Regions from separate parts of the Zea mays genome. Here region 2 is linked to region 1. The links are chromatin contacts, called in public Hi-C maps. All regions are on one chromosome and are shown on one strand. Each heading gives the region's core, a stretch centred on a gene start, on an enhancer-like site or on the middle of the called end of the contact. The rest is flanking DNA. Distances are from core to core; before and after follow the strand shown.

Evidence for each region. A called contact is a pair of places that touch in the nucleus more often than the background predicts.
Region 2: a contact with region 1 is called in a Hi-C map of seedling, with 8 times the contacts expected there. The contact joins two enhancer-like sites. A contact is called at or near these places in 2 of 25 Hi-C or Micro-C datasets (ear and seedling).

The regions. Positions count from the first base shown.
Region 1 is chr5:142,507,593-142,510,292 of Zm-B73-REFERENCE-NAM-5.0, reverse strand. It overlaps LOC100383395, which reads right to left. Exons shown (of 3, transcript NM_001176050.1): 3 at 1,169-2,700. The coding sequence ends at 1,496. Among protein-coding and RNA genes, the nearest start is that of LOC100383395, 5.5 kb to the right of the region's middle. Within about 2 kb of position 1,397, at least 19 of the 20 cell types and tissues checked have an H3K27ac peak or open chromatin away from gene starts, as enhancers often do. A contact at or near this core is called in ear and seedling, where this site is marked.
Region 2 is chr5:142,730,921-142,733,620 of Zm-B73-REFERENCE-NAM-5.0, reverse strand. No RefSeq gene overlaps it. Among protein-coding and RNA genes, the nearest start is that of LOC100275689, 16 kb to the left of the region's middle. Within about 2 kb of position 1,335, at least 18 of the 20 cell types and tissues checked have an H3K27ac peak or open chromatin away from gene starts, as enhancers often do. A contact at or near this core is called in ear and seedling, where this site is marked.

The DNA of each region.
Region 1 (2,700 bases), core at 148-2,647:
TATGTGTAAGTTCAAGTTCTCTTTTATGTTATTGGTCTAACTATTCTTTTACTGCCTTAAAAATGACTTGCATCTTTCATAATGAATTGTCGCTGATTGGATGAATTTTCATGTGATAATGTATGCCGGGAGTATGTTGCATAACTTCATCCATTGATTTCAATGAAGCCAATGTCATGGAATGGAATTCTCACCACTTTCACCTTGCTGTACCAGTATAATGAATGGAGTCAACCATAGTGTCGTAGAATAAACCCAAAATCTTTGTTTTTTGTGTTCTCTCAGCATGTTCTAGTTGGTTAAGTATTAGCATTGCTATGGGGCACTATTTTGCATGCTTGTTCTGTTGTCTTTTGGATAGAAACAAAACAAATAAATCTGCATGTTTGTTCTACTATTGGTTAAGTATGAGCATTTCTATTTGTATGCTTGTTCTGCTAAACGAGCCCTTGTTCTGATATTGTTATGTGCCAAATATTGTTCTGATATTGTTTAGAATTTGCATATCCTGAGCATGGGTATTCTGACTTTGCTCATGTATTCAGTATTCTGAGCACATGTATATTCTGAGCACATGAGGGAAGAGAGCACAACATGGATAATATGAGCACATGCTTATTTTCCAAACAGCCACAAAGTACAAGAATCCGGTGGGGCAGCATCACATGGGTTAATGAACTCGGATGGTGACTAAGGAAGGTGAGCAGACTACATTTCTCCATTTTTTCTATTGGTCTTAAAGGACTGATTTCTTTTTTGATGGATGGATAAATGAATCATGGTTCATGGATGAGTGTTTGCCGATGTGGTGATGTCTGAAATCTGGATAGTTTGTACTAGCTGTTAGTACCTAGGTATCCCTTAATTGGGGATAGAGACCCGAAACCCGAGTGGGGATGAGTATGAGATGAGTTTTGCACTCATGATCCATGATGAGTATGTGGATGGATATAGATCAAATATGATGGGATGGATTTGGAATGCTATAACTCGGTGGGGAAGACCTCTCTAATCGCACCACGCGACATGATAAACTGGTAGGATCATACATAGTAAAATATTGCTTAATTTCAATAGCATCATATTATCCATAAATGCTCTATGGTATGTTTTTTTATCTGTATTTAAAACTTGGAGAGCTTTAGGAGACAAACAATGGAGTCTTTTTATTTGGCGGGCGCCGCGAGGAAAGGTACTATTTTTTATTTGTATCATGACGAGGCGTTCCTTTCATTTACAATTCAATCACACACCGCACACGACGACTGTTACTAGTAGGTATGTTCGACCAGACCTATGCTACAAGAGCACAAACAACCACAATATCCACAGTACCAAACAAGTCCCGAGTCCTGACCAACCAGTACACACACAGTTCATGTTATCATACCATACCACGCATGACCAGAGGACACGGGAGACACTTGGAGCAGGAGCAGAGGAGACCCAGATGGAGAGAGTGAGCTGTGAGCAGGTCACGAACTTCTGGCAAATACTACAGCCAGCTGCGCGGCGCAGATCCACAGGCCTTCTCCATACTTTTCCAGCTGCGAGGAGGGGCAGAGGCACCAGCATCAGCGTTGTCGGCCGGCCTCTTCCCGAGTCCCACGCCACCGTCGAGCATGATAGGCATGAAGTTGCCCCCATGCACCCGGCCTTCATGGGCCGAGGCCGCCACACAGCGAGGAGCCTCCACCGCGTGCATGAAGAAGCTGCGCATGCTTGTCTCGGTGCCTGGAGATGGAGAGCCATCTCCCTCAGAAAGGGCGGCGGCACTGACGACACTGAAGCCACCGAACGACGCACCCCCATGCACGCTGTTGTCATGGACCAGCGGGTTGTGCCGGTCGCACAGCCCCTTCTTGCCTCTCGCCAGCCGGTCGCAGGGAGCGCCACCAGACCCGAGGTCTGAGCCAGGGTGCCCCCACGAGCAGCGCCTGCCACCGCCGTGGGACTTGCAGAAATCGGTGCTCCCCTGCGCGCTCTTCCCGCAGCCGGCGGAGTGGCACCGCTTGCCCCCGCCATGGCCGACGCAGCGGTCGGTCCTGCCTCTCGCGCTCTTCCCGCACCCTTCCACCACGCACCTCTTCCCGCCTCCGTGCGCGACGCAGAACTGGGTCCCGCCGTGCACGCTCTTCGTGCAGCCGTCAGCCGAGCAGCGCTTGCCGCCTCCGTGGGCTTTGCAGAACGCCGTGCTCCCCTCCGCGCCCTTGGAGCAGTCGGGGTGCGTGCATCTCTTGCCGCCGCCGTGGGCCTTGCAGAAGTTTGTGCTGCCCTGGGCTCCCTTCCCGCAGCCAGCGTACTGGCAGCGCCGCCCGCCACCATGAGCGATGCACATGCCTGACCGCCCTTCCGCGCTCTTTGTGCAGTTCAGCGTTTGGCACCTCTTCCCGCCACCATGCTTGATACACAGGCCCGATCTGCCTCGCGCCGCCCTCTTGCACCCGTCATGACTGCAACGCCGCCCGCCGCCGTGAGCTATGCAGAAATCTGTCCGGCCTTCGGCACTTTTGGTGCATCCAAGGCGCTCACAGCGCTTGCCCCCTCCATGGGCTTTACAGAAGATGGTCCTCCCCTCGGCTCCTTTGTTGCAGCCTTCTTTCTGGCACCTTCTGCCCCCACCGTGGGCAATGCACCGCCCAGATGAACCCCTGGCTCCTTTTGCACAACCTGGCTCTGAACAGATCTTTGTGCTACCGT
Region 2 (2,700 bases), core at 86-2,585, 220 kb before region 1:
CCAGTTGTATTGGTGGAGTTGCATCTTCCTGTTTATTTGAGAGGAGTTTGGCTTGTTTTTGGTGGTCACCAATTAATGAGGATAAAAGAGGGATCTATTGGAGTAGAGATTTTAAGCCAACTCTCCTAATATGGTGGTTGGATTAGGGATAGGGGAGCTCTTAGAGATGCTCGTAGCCCCTCTAACCTACCAAACGGGCCTTAACTTTTTTTTATATTCAAATCTTCATTGAAAACAATGGTTCTCACTTCTCAATACATTTTTTGTATCTCCTTTTTGTAATGTATATTTTCCTTATCCAACTCATCTCTATTTCTATATCTTGAAGAGTATCTTTTTCTTCTTCTTCTTTTTAGGTCTTTTGGCCTCTATATCGATATCTTGTGAAAAGAGCCTAACTCATGGATAATTGTGGGACCCATAGACCATGGTGTAAACTGAACACCAGAAATTGATTTAAGTACACGTAAATGACATTTTATATGTAATTGCAAATTTATTGTTGGCAAACGAACGACAGATTATTTGTTAGAGTTAACCAACATGAATTAATATATATACAATAATCATGGATAATTGATTTCCTAATTAATATACGTTCGCAAAATTGTCCAAGTGTCATTTTTGCATTAGTTAATTACGTCATGTTCAAATTATATGCAAATATGGTACTTTATGGATTTTGTTAACACTGTAGAAATAGAGGATGGAATTTAGAGAACGTTACTGGAGATGAAAAAAATATAGAGAGTGGAATTTTTAGAGGGTGCTATAAAGAAAAGGAATATTCCTTTAAATGATGGAATTTAGGGGACGCTGGAGACTGTCTAAACACCAGCTACTACAGCGCACGGAGGGGTGTACGTACGTACGTGGATGTTTCTTTCAGACGAGTTTGTGGGCACTCAGATCCACTTTGAAATCCGAGAGAAGCGAGAGAGGGAGAGAAAATAAACTAATTTCTTTTCCTCCCTCTGATCCGAAGGGAATTGGTAGTGTCCAGATACACCGTTACACGTGTGCAAAAAAAAACACGAGTGTTTTTTAAGGCTGCAACAATTAGAATTTTAGCAGCCAGCAGCTGTTGCATAGTACAACGACGTACGGTACATGACAATTGATTTGATGCTCGTCGATATTTATTTATTTATTTATTTATTTTATTTGCTGAGCCCGTCCGTGTTCCTTGCCATCATGATGGTTTCGGCTTGGAGACGAATCTAAAGCCAATGAACTGTCGGCTAGGCTAAAGATTCCTCCCCCTCCCACTCTGTTCCAGCACGAGCGTCACAGTTACGGCCTCCACCGTTCCAGGCGCAGTCCACAAGCGAAACTGAGCGTCACATGCTTTGCTTGTTGGAAACTGAGCGCTAATAGTATCCCTCACTATATTATATATGGTTGGTGACGAAGGTCTGTCGCAATGCCTCTTGCTAGTTGCTGCTAGTATCCAAAGGCGGAAAAAAGGGCGCAGCTGTCAGTCAGTGCTGCAGGCATCAGCTGCAGTAGTGTAGTACATGGATGGGGTCATATGGGTGGCCAATATCTATCTATTCTCCTTGACAGCTTTAGGATGCGTTTGGTTGAATGTACAAAGAGGGATGAAATGAGACGGTCATGTTTTTTATAGTGTTTGATTGAGAGTCAAGCGGGAGCGAGGTGAACACCAGAGTGATTTTTGGGAGCGGCGTGATCCAAAAAATTAAGGGGACAGTGGCGCCCCCGACTCATCCTACTTTGACATCAAACCAAATACACCCAAAAATCCAAAACAGTTTACTATAACCCAAGCGGGGCCAGACGGGAGGGGTACTAAAGCTCGAGTCCAAAGCCCTTGCAGTTGCATTGCATGCACCAAAAGCTACCAAAGGCCTTTTTTTTAATCTCCATCTCCCTCTTTTCTCTTTTCTCTTTCTCTCTCTGGCAGCAACAGTGCCATGCATCGGCCTCCGTGCATGGTCGCATGGAGGAATGATGCGGCTTGTTCGCTGCGGCTTGCTGCGGCTGCAATCCGGCTGCGGCTGCGGCTTCTACAGTATTTTTCTCTCTATGGATTGCAGCTGCAGCAGTCCAAACAGCTGCAACAGTGTCGGCTTGCAGCCTGCCGAACACGCCCATGGCTGTTAATGGCCTGGTTACTGCTGCTACAGAAACTATAAGAGAGAGCAAAAAAAAAAACCCTAGTCCTTCTGTACTGTTCTCTCCTCTCTACTCTGCTATCTGCCCGCGTCATTTAGCAGCACAAGAAAACGTCGGTTTCCAAATAAAATGGGGTGGATTGGGATCCAAATCCTCTAGGCCTAGCGGCAAATCCGGACAAAATCCAAAACTTTACAACAATGTAGTTGCAGTATCGCTCGATCTTGCTGCTAGAGACATGCCGCTCATCCTGATTTTGCAGAGCAGGATCCTACGTGATGTCGGCACGAGTACTACTGCTGCTGCTGGTAGGAGCGAAATTGTCAACAAGGGTTCTTGAATGCACCTGCACCTGCTGCACGTCCAGGAAACAAACAGAGCGCCAGTATTAGGAGGAAGAAGGAAAAGGACCACCAACAAGTGAACAAGTGGCTGTGATTCTGTGCTCAAACAGAGAACAAATCTATCACCCGTGCCGACAGATTCGAGCGGTCCATACCATACGGATCACGCTTGTAGTTGTTTCACCAAATGAACACCAGCGCTGTGATGCTAGCTAGC